3 separate regions of the Mus musculus genome follow, and all the other regions are linked to region 1. The links are chromatin contacts, called in public Hi-C and promoter capture Hi-C maps. All regions are on one chromosome and are shown on one strand. Each heading gives the region's core, a stretch centred on a gene start, on an enhancer-like site or on the middle of the called end of the contact. The rest is flanking DNA. Distances are from core to core; before and after follow the strand shown. Region 1 holds the start of Chtf18 (CTF18, chromosome transmission fidelity factor 18). Region 2 overlaps Ift140 (intraflagellar transport 140). Region 3 holds the start of Hs3st6 (heparan sulfate (glucosamine) 3-O-sulfotransferase 6).

Region 1 (3,187 bases), core at 688-3,187:
GGCACAGTCAGGGAGACCCTTGATCTAGCCAGAGAGATCAGCTTGACAGCCAGGGTACATGCAAACACCAGCAAAGATCTTGCTATCGGCTCTGCCCGCACACCTAGTATAGACCCAGGCAGGCCACAATGCCTATACCTCGGGGTCCTTTCTTATATGATGAACTCCTGCCCTGGACATACCTGTAAGTGGCTTTAGCAGCACTTTGGACACAGGGTCACCAGCATATAGGCCGTGTTCCAGGACCAGCAGCTCTGTGAGGCTTGGCTTTGGGTTCTCACAACCTAGATGAAAACTAAAGTGTAAGGGCCCACTGGGCCAGCCCTAGAGCCTGAGCCAACTCCAATTTCCACCTGTCTGGCCGTTCCCATTCACGCAGGCTTTGGAGACATGCCCATGGCCCCCACAACAAACCACTATTACCATGAGTGCCCTCGATGCACATGGTATGCGTCCGCCCCTCCGTGCTATTCCTGCCAATGGCATAGTTGATCGTCACTTGGCTTTCCTGGACATGGCCTCGGACCTGTCGAGCAAGGACATCACATGCAGCTCACTGGGCCACACTGTCATCTCTGAGAGGAATGTGGCTGAGCTCTAGATAGGCACATAAGCCTGGCACGGAGCTTCAGTTGAGAGGCCTGCTGGAGTAGGCTGTGAGCCTTGGGTCTCCACACAGCATCCCAGGAACTGGCCAGGACTTACCAGTGCCAGGTAGGCTTTGGTGACTCGCCGTTCCTTGAAGCATTTATAAGCACTGCCCGCAGCTGCCTTATTCAGGGCTACGCACAGTGCCCCACTGGTGGAGAAGTCCAGCTGGTGGCAGAACCTGGGAACGGGCAGAAGAGCAGCAGTGGCTGGACCCTGTGGTGCTCTGGTTAGCACCTTTGTGGCAGAGTCCAGTGTCCCAGCATCCTTTGGAAGGATGCTGCAGTGGGGCTCTCCATGTTGGCTGTGTACCTGAACCCATAGCAGGTGTCAGGGTCAGCCAGCTCTGGGAAGTGGTGTCGGAGCTGCTTCTGTAGGGTCAGGGTCTCCCGCCAGGTCTTGCTATCAATGCGCAGGTCCCAGTGCTTGTTCACCACCAGGAAGTCGCTGCTCTGGTACACGATGGACAGATTTTCCATGCTGCCAGGCTCCATGGTGGGGCTGCACGCAGGTGGGAGTGAGCCTGGGGTAGGAGGGTGCCTGACCTGGTCTTCAAGTACTGTACACACTTACTGGGGCCAGAACCTGCTGGAACCCTTTATGTCTTCCACAAGGGCCCATGCCAGGGGTGTCAGCTCCGGAATGGGAGTCTGGCCAAGGTCAGGTGATTCTGACTTGCCATGGACTCAGGGTTAGGGAGCTCTCCCTGACTTGAAGTGGAATAAACAGCCTGGTTGTCCAGCTCACGCCTACACACTTCACGCTAGGTTATTGCCCAGGACCACCCAGGACTTCAAGCGCTCCCTAACTTGCCTCCCACCAGCCTGTGACCACAGGCAGACCCTTTAGGACTTACCTGCAACAGGGCCAAGGGACCAGGATGTCAATTCTCAGCTCTGCATCCAACCTCGCTTCCCTATACTAGGAACCAGGTCTTGGCCTGGCTGGCGCGCAGCTCCGCCTTTTCACCCTGCCCATTCCACTTTCCTAATGGATGGTCGTACTGGCCAATGGCATTCCGGGCCTGGAGCTCCGCCCACTGAAGAATGGTAAGGCCCTACCCGAATAGTCTGCGCACGCGCTTTTTTAGTCCCACCTATTTCCCCGCCTCCCCCACGGATTACTTACTGTACAGGCCAATAGAAAGCGTTCTTGATCCTCCACTCCAACCATTGAACTATTATTCCTCTCCTCCCGCCCTCTGGGAGTAAGACCCGCCCTTCCCCGCTGGCCAATGGCGGGCGCCTCTGGGAACGTCGGCTGTTGATTGGCGGTATTGGAGGCTCTCGGGGCGGGGTAGCGCGCGGTGGCGGCGGCGCGGGAAGTTCTGAGGGACTCTGAGCTGTGGGAGTTGTGGTCTGGCTCCATGGAAGACTACGAGGAAGATCTGTATGGTGTGGAGGATGATTTCCAAAACCAGTTCGCAGCTGAGCTCGAAGTGCTGGCTGAGCTGGAAGGTGGGCGCGGGTCCTGGGTCGTGGCTGCATCCTGCTGCAGCATGGAGAGCTGTGTGGATGGGATTGGTAACGGCTGGGAGTTCGCTTCTTAATGTGTGTTGCTGCTATCAACCTCTGTCTCAGCAGGAACACGGGACCAGGCTCCTCCTGGGACCCTCCAAACTCCAGCGAGCCGCCCTCCGCTAACCTTCGAAGAGGCCATCGCTGGTGGGGACACTGTCCCGCGTCCCTGCCCTGCAGGGTCGCCAGGAAATGTCAACCGCAATACTAGAAAGAATGTTCGTAGGGACCAGCCCGCGCCCTCCAGTATGTCCGATTGGGGACTGAGCACTTAAAGTCGGGGAATTCTGAGGATCAGTTTTCTATTCTTTCACCTCTTTCTGCCTCTGTCTCTGCAGGCCCCATGGTCAAACGACCCAGGTTGGACGTGGTGAAGAAGCTGAACTTTGAGCCAGATATGGAGGAGCTCTTATATCCAGATTCCCCTCCTGGGGACATTACCCCTCCACCGAGTCCAGAGGTCTTCCCTGAGATGTTGGATGCTGGGTGTGTTGCTTAAGGGCATGTAATTCTGACTTGGAAAGCTGCCTGTCCCTGCATGAGGCTCTGGAAGTGGATGTCTATGGGACGGCAAGAGGAGTGAGTGTGGGTCAAGCACCCCATTTGAGAGTGACAGGGAGCTGCTTGTCTCTCCTAGGTATTCAGATGCTAATGCTGACAAAGACCTCATGCAGACATTGCCAAGTCCCCGAAATCGCAATCCTGTCCTGAGACGGCCTCCTATCTTAGAAGATTATATCAATGTGACATCCACAAGTGGAGAACGGGCCTTTTTGGTGCTTCGGGCTGACCTCATAGGCCCTGGGGTGCAGGTGTGTGGCCATAGCATGGGGTTTGCCATGGTATTGGTTCTTTTATGTTGCCAATAGGCTCTCAGCAGGTTCTGAGGCCAGTTTCACCTATCTGAATTGCTAGAAACAGGCACGCCAGGTAGTCCAGTGTTGGAAACAGCAGTGCTACTTTTGAGGCTACGTGGCCTTAGAGTGCCGCCTTGTACCCCATATATTAGCTTTCTGTTTTTC
Region 2 (3,067 bases), core at 327-2,826, 680 kb after region 1:
CCAGCTGAGGGTTCTTTTATGCTATCTCTGAAAACTGCATGGACCTTGCGCCTCATCAGAGTGCTTGGGAAGTGGCCAGGGAAGTGAGAGAAAACAACTGGATCTTGGGTTCAGGTTCAGCTGCTCTAGGTTGTCTGGGCTCAACTGCTGCAGAGCTGTCCAGGGGATTCTGTCTGCCCTTACTGAGTGACTGACTACACATATGTCTATGTATGTCTGTGCAGCACATGTATGTCTGGTGCCCACAGAGGTCAGAAGAGGCTGTCAGATCCCCTGGCGTTTGAGTTAAGGATGATTGTGAACCAGTAGGTGGGTGCTGGAACAGAACCCAGGTCCTCTGCAACAAGTGGTCCTAACCTTTGAGTCATGGCTCCAGCCTCTGCACACAGGGTTTCTATGGGTCATGGATATTCTCTTATCACTGTCCCAGCTTCCCCTGCCCAGGTCTGGAGGACTCTCCACTATGGGTCTCACACTGCCGCCACTTTGTGTCCTTACTTTCTTTTGTATTACTTTATCAACTTCCACTTGTCCTCCCTGTTCCAGCCAAGCTGCCGTTAGGGTCAGGGTCAGTGGGACACCAAAGTACAAGTGACAATGACATTTTTGCTGTTGTCTTAGCATGCCTACCACTCCCTCCTCCATTCTCCTCCTCCTTTTTCTTCTTCTTCTTTTGTTTTTGGAGACAGGGTTTCATTTTTTTCTTTTTCTTTTTGGTTTTTCAAGACAGGGGTTTCTCTGTTTAGCCCTGGTTGTCCTGGAACTCACTCTGTAGACCAGGCTAGCCTCGAACTCAGAAACCTCTGCCTCCCAAGTGCTGGGATTAACGCTACCACTGCCCGGTGAGTGGTCTTGTCTTGTGATGTTGGCTAGGTGATGAAGAAGACAAGCAAGAAAAGGACAAAGAGCTCTCTAAAGAAGATACGGCTGATTCCGAAGAAAACCAAGAAGGGCAGGAAATATGGAAAGTGTGTGCAGGTGAGCACATACGAACAGAGTATGGATCAGGGGTGGTGGTGCACACCTTTAATCCCAGCACTCAGGAGGCAAGGGCAGGCAGATCTCCAAGTTTGAGGCCGGCTTGGTCTACAAAGTGAGTTCCAGTACAGCCAGGGCTACACAGACAAACCTTGTCTTGAATCAACAACAATCCTCCCTGTCTTCCACCCCTCACACCCCAAACACACACACAAAAGAACAGACTGTGTGTGTGTCCCAAGATGGAAGCAGGCAGGAGAGAGCTGATATAAGGCAGAAACTGAGGAAGGATCTGAAGCAAGGAGGGGCTAGAGAGAAGGTTAGACATAAAGACCTAAAAGACTTGAGGAGACAGAATAAACAGCTATGTCTGTCAGGTCCTGCCAGGGCCCAGAGGCACAGCCCGTATCCTCGGAGGTCCTTCATATGGATCAGAAGGCCGGCAGGGATGTTGGCCTTACCTTGCTAAGGAGGATGCTGATCTTGTTCCCATTTGCATTGCATCTCAGAGAAGTGATGCTCCCCACATCAGGGACCAGCTGGGCCAGGTTCTTGCAGCTGCAGTGCACTTTTGCTTCCCTGTGTGAGGACAGGAGGAGGAAGAATGACATCAGCGTCCTCTTGGCACCTTCCTGCTGGTCACAGAAATGAGCTTCTCTGACTGCTGAGACCCTGGACTGTAGAGTGTTCTGTTCAGCTCACCTCTTCTCACCTGTGTACTTAACCCCCTAGTCCAGGGAAAAGGAGGTTCATCTTAGAACCAATAAAAGGTCTCTTCTAATTTACAAAAAAAAAAAAAAGGTGTCATGTGAGATAAGACATTGTTCCAATTTCCTGTCTACTAAATTGCCCCATAACTTAAAAAATGAAACAGCATTTAATACTTGAGTGTGGAAGGAAACTGTACCTTCTGGAAAGATCAAAACTTTTAAAATGAGCTAAATCTGTCCCTGCAACCAGGAAAGTCCCACAGACGTCCAGGAAGCAGGGGCTCCCCTCGGTCTCAGAGAATAGCAGAAGTTGTTTGACAGTCCCCTGGGGAAAGAAGAACAAGTTAGCCATGCTCGTCTGTGGTGCAGTGCCCCCTTTCTCTCCGGAACAACATTCACGCGAACAGTAGTGATTGCTGAGGGGCTGGCATGCATTAGACCAGGGCTGGATCCATAGGAAGACAGGTCTCCCTTCTGCACAGTCTCGGTGACATAGGCCTCGGGGCAAGGATCAAAGATGCACAGGTCCCTCAGCTAAGAAGTGCTCTGTGGTCACACACACATGGCGGACTGTAGCAAGGTACACAGATGGCGACCTCCGTCCCTGTGAGTTGGTCTAGGTGGGCAATGATATTCTTCATGTGGCTGATGTTAGGTGCATGGCCTTCTGGGTAGTGAGATGGGAGAGTACCTCTGCCAGGATGGTTGTCACATCCTGGACATATGCCACTCGTGGAAGACAATCCACACTTATAACACAGTCATATGTCCTGTATTTTACATCTCAATAAAATGCCTAAGGAATTAATGTCTCTTCTAGGGGCTTAAAAATGAGGTGAACCAGGAAGAAGCCAGCTATCGGAGAGCCCAGAAAAGGAGAGAACACGCACTGAGCAGTTAAATGACTCTGTATCTGGATCTTTGAGTCTGGTAGTCAGCAATGAGCGGTGGAGCGTTGTACTGAGGGTGGGCAGATGGAGCAGAAGCAGTATGGGTACATTACTGCAGGGAAGAAGGCAGTCTCCAGGTCAAGCTTACCTATACCTGTTCTGTTTCCACAGCTTCCACTTCTCAGCTACCACACACACTTAGCCGGGACTCAGGATGTGGGAGGAGCCTACTTCTCTCTCCCCCTCACTGTCAGAAGCGGCCCTCCAGCCTTTCCTGATTAAACCTCCCAGGCTTTTCCCATCCTCCACCAACTCCCTGACATTCTCACTACACAACCACACAAGTTCTATTCTTTTTATTACATAATATTTTTAGTGATTATTTGGGAATTTCACATCACGCACCCCAATCACGCTCACTTCCCATTCTCCCCAGCTCTGCCACCCCCAACCCTTGTGACCTCCTACCATTCCCTGAAAAAAAAAAAC
Region 3 (3,210 bases), core at 523-3,022, 970 kb after region 1:
AGGGTGGGGCCTCGGGTCCCTCCCTTCCCCAGCATCCTCTGCACACTTCCACATGGATCCTGAAGCTGTGCTGTGTCCTGAACGCTCCCTCCTCCCATGCTGAGAACATCAGTGTTCCCGAGAACCTCTCCTCGGGTAGTACTGACCCTTAGAGGTCTCGAGCTTGTTCTCTCCCAAACCCGTTAAGACCGGTCTTAGTGCAAAAGGCAGAGTTAGCAAACGGGAGTACAGAAGAACCCGGGAAACAGTCAGTGTGCCACCCGCACTGACTCTCCAGGTTATCATGGCTCAGCTCGGGCTTGCAGAAGAGGCAAGCCAATATAGCCCCATTTCCCTACATGAAGGAGCAGGGGGCCCTCGATGCCTGCAGGAGGCGGTGGGCGGAGCCTGTGGGTAGTCACACCAGAAGGGAGGAACCAGAATCTGACCATCCACCAGGACATACTGCTGTACCTGGGGTAGTGCTCCCCACATTCCACTGCTGCATCCCAAGTCCTCCTGTATGTAGAAAGGACAGCTACAGAAGGGTGTATTCCAGTCCCCACCCTTGGGCTAAACCAAAGAGCAGAGTCTCCCTCCTCAAAGCCCAGACCTAACTTTCTTCAGACTCCAGCAGCTATAGAGGGCTCCCTGATGCAGGGTGAGGGAGAGATTCTTAGGGGTGGAAAGGCACTTTCTAGAACACTTCTGGAAACCTGGAGGCCCTTCCAAAATATACTTGACTAGTGGTCAGATAATTACCAGTACTTACCCAGAGTTATAGCAGGGAATGGACAGACACGAAGGGATGATAAAGTGACTGAGCTCCAAGTATCTCTAAGGCTGCCAAGTAGCTCCACCGGGATTATATTGATATAAACCATAATAATATATGGATATATATTAGTAGCTTAGTGGTAGAATACTCGTTTAGTACATTTGAGGCTTCAGGTTCAATTCCCTGACCCTCTAAAAAGGAAAGTCTACCTGCCCAGTTATCTCACTCGCTTGAAACTACTTTCAAGATAGGATCATGCCTCGCTGAGTCCCTTGGCCACCCAACAGGAGAACAGAGTTTTCTCTGAGATTTTCTAATTCCTGCGACCCTTGGCTATAGATGGCCTCTCCTTCGAGGGTCGCTGTGCCCAGGAAATCAAGGCTATTTCCCTAACAGGCTTGTTTTAGACCCAGTGCCCAGGATTCTACCCTACTCATCCTGGGTTCTAAGAAAGCACAGTCCAAGGCACACACCGACGAGGCGCGGACCAGCAGGGACGCTCACCGGTACCAGGCGAGGCCGCGATCATAGCACCTGTCGAAGAAGTGGGGTTCAGAGCCAAGTGCACGGACGTCGGGGTGCAACCGCAGGAACTCCAGCAATGCGCGCGTGCCGCCTTTCTTCACACCCACAATGAGCGCCTGAGGAAAGCGCCGGCGCCCCGGGCCGCTGGCCACCGGCAGGCCGGGTGCTCTCAGACGGAGGGAGGTGTGGGGCGGCTCGGCGGGTGCAGGAACCGGAGCAGGGGCGCGGGCGGCAGGTGGACAGCGGCCGGGGAGGGCGAAGAGGCAGTAGGCGCTTAGCAACAGAACTACGAGCGCCAGCGGAGCACGGAGAGCACGCAGTGCAGTCCCCTGGCCCGTCCCCGCACCCTGGAGGTCACCGGCCCCGCCGCCCAGGCCACCGCTACCTGCCATGGGGTCGCTTCGCGCTCAGGCTCGGGAGCGGGAACCGCAGACAGGTGCGCATCCCGGCTATAGTGCGTCGCCCGCTCAACCCCAGGGCGCCCGGCTTCTGGGTTGAGCTCCGCAGCCTCGCAACCCTGGAGCCGGAGAGGGGCGGGGCGGGGCGGGGCGGGGCGGGGCGGGGCGGGGCGGGGCCGAGACGCCCCTCCCCAGCCCTCGCCTGGGACTAGCGACTCCAGCTAACTTCCAGAGCGACCAGGAGCTATCCCAGCTACCCCAACACTCCTCCTGAGCTGGTCTCCGGTTCGCTTGGCTCCAAAGTCTTCGCTCTTACACTACGGGAATGCGTGGCGCGGAGGGACACAAGACTGGGCGAGTGGGAATCCCCGTTCTGTCCTTTAAAAGTCTATCTCTGCCCCTTTGGACCAGGGCGACAGGTGTGCGGCCTCAGCCCCTGTTTCCCGGAGCCAGGGCCTCATCACCGGAGGACACCGTGTCCAGGAATCGCCTGTGCAGGAAGGATGGAGCCAGGCATACATCCGGCGCGGAAAGGGTCCCCATGCATCTTTGAGCCTGTGACAGGAATGCTTGTTGCATTACTTGCCAACAGTCCACCTAGCCATTCATTAGGGTGGGAGCCCTGCCCTGTGGAGAGAGCTTGTCCGATAGTCGGGCCACCATTTTAAAGTCCTTGTATCAAATAGAGCTGGCCTCCCCAAGATGTCAGTGATCCCTTCGGGAAATTGCAAAGCGGTGACACGCCCCCTCGCCCCCCAGGAGTGAAAAGGCCTGTACTAGGAGGCAGGGGAGGCATCTGGGTTCTGTCTGTGGAGCTTCCTCTGAGCATAGTGAGATTCCCGGGGCCCTCACATGTGTGAAACCTACCAGACACTGCAGAAACTTCTCACCCACCCACCCACCCCCACCCCACCCACCCACCCCCACCCCACCCCCGCGCCTCCATGTCCTGTTCCTGGCTCACCGAGTCTACAAAGCTGCTTACTAGGAATGCAGAGGAGGAAAGACTCCATCCAGGATGCCGAATAAGTTGCCCTGACCAGGGAAAAGGTAACGGCGCCTCTTCTTTCTGCCTCTGTCCGACTTTCCTGGCTGCCCAGTCTAGTCCCTGCCCCAGTACCCTTACTCAGCCTCTGCCCTCGGCTCTGTTTATTAATCAGCAGTCCGTGGGTCTCATGGCATCTGAACAAGTCTCACACTGCAGGCTGCCTCTGAGGGACAGAAAACTCCAATGACCCACAGACATTTAGTTCCCACCCTGAGGGCAGCTAGGTACAAGGGGGACATGCACCACCCAAAACTAGTCCCAGACACCAGAGCTACATTTGCTTGTCAGGGCAAGCTGGTGCCAGCAGCCCTGTGGGCGGGTTTTTAGTCCAGCACTGTCTGGGAAGCATGTTAGTACATGTAGGGACCTAGGAAGTTCTTCTTCGGATCTAGCTGTAAATGGGATTTGTTGAAGACAAGCTGGTTCTCCTCTGAGCACTCCCAGGGAGGTCCCATACTGCCCGATTACACCTTCACAGTCTG

What was found. Promoter capture Hi-C pulls out the DNA fragments that hold promoters and counts their contacts. A called contact is a pair of places that touch in the nucleus more often than the background predicts.
Region 2: a contact with region 1 is called in a Hi-C map of B cells, with 7 read pairs. The contact joins the enhancer-like site here to the promoter of Chtf18 in region 1. A contact is called at or near these places in 7 of 39 promoter capture datasets (the 3T3-L1 cell line, the C10 cell line, HPC-7-derived erythroid cells and 3 more), 1 of 484 Hi-C or Micro-C datasets (B cells) and 2 of 9 other capture datasets (embryonic stem cells and pancreatic islet).
Region 3: a contact with region 1 is called in a promoter capture Hi-C map of embryonic stem cells, with 2.6 times the contacts expected there. The contact joins the promoter of Hs3st6 here to the promoter of Chtf18 in region 1. A contact is called at or near these places in 2 of 39 promoter capture datasets (embryonic stem cells and hippocampal neurons), 2 of 115 datasets of contacts at active chromatin or transcription factors (large pre-B cells and pancreatic cancer cells) and 1 of 9 other capture datasets (liver).

The regions. Positions count from the first base shown.
Region 1 is chr17:25,726,165-25,729,351 of GRCm38.p6, reverse strand. Chtf18 (CTF18, chromosome transmission fidelity factor 18) reads left to right here and starts at 1,937. Exons shown (of 22, transcript NM_145409.2): 1 at 1,937-2,105; 2 at 2,232-2,411; 3 at 2,504-2,651; 4 at 2,803-2,977. The coding sequence starts at 2,015. Rpusd1 (RNA pseudouridylate synthase domain containing 1) reads right to left here and starts at 1,635. Exons shown (of 6, transcript NM_028009.4): 1 at 1,505-1,635; 2 at 961-1,149; 3 at 706-829; 4 at 424-526; 5 at 183-284. The coding sequence starts at 1,142.
Region 2 is chr17:25,043,995-25,047,061 of GRCm38.p6, reverse strand. It overlaps Ift140 (intraflagellar transport 140), which reads right to left. Exons shown (of 30, transcript NM_134126.3): 13 at 1,886-2,013; 14 at 1,440-1,557. Among named protein-coding and RNA genes, the nearest start is that of Ift140, 29 kb to the right of the region's middle. Within about 2 kb of position 1,576, at least 42 of the 459 cell types and tissues checked have an H3K27ac peak or open chromatin away from gene starts, as enhancers often do. A contact at or near this core is called in B cells, where this site is marked.
Region 3 is chr17:24,751,550-24,754,759 of GRCm38.p6, reverse strand. Hs3st6 (heparan sulfate (glucosamine) 3-O-sulfotransferase 6) reads right to left here and starts at 1,772. Exons shown (of 2, transcript NM_001012402.2): 1 at 1,262-1,772. The coding sequence starts at 1,674.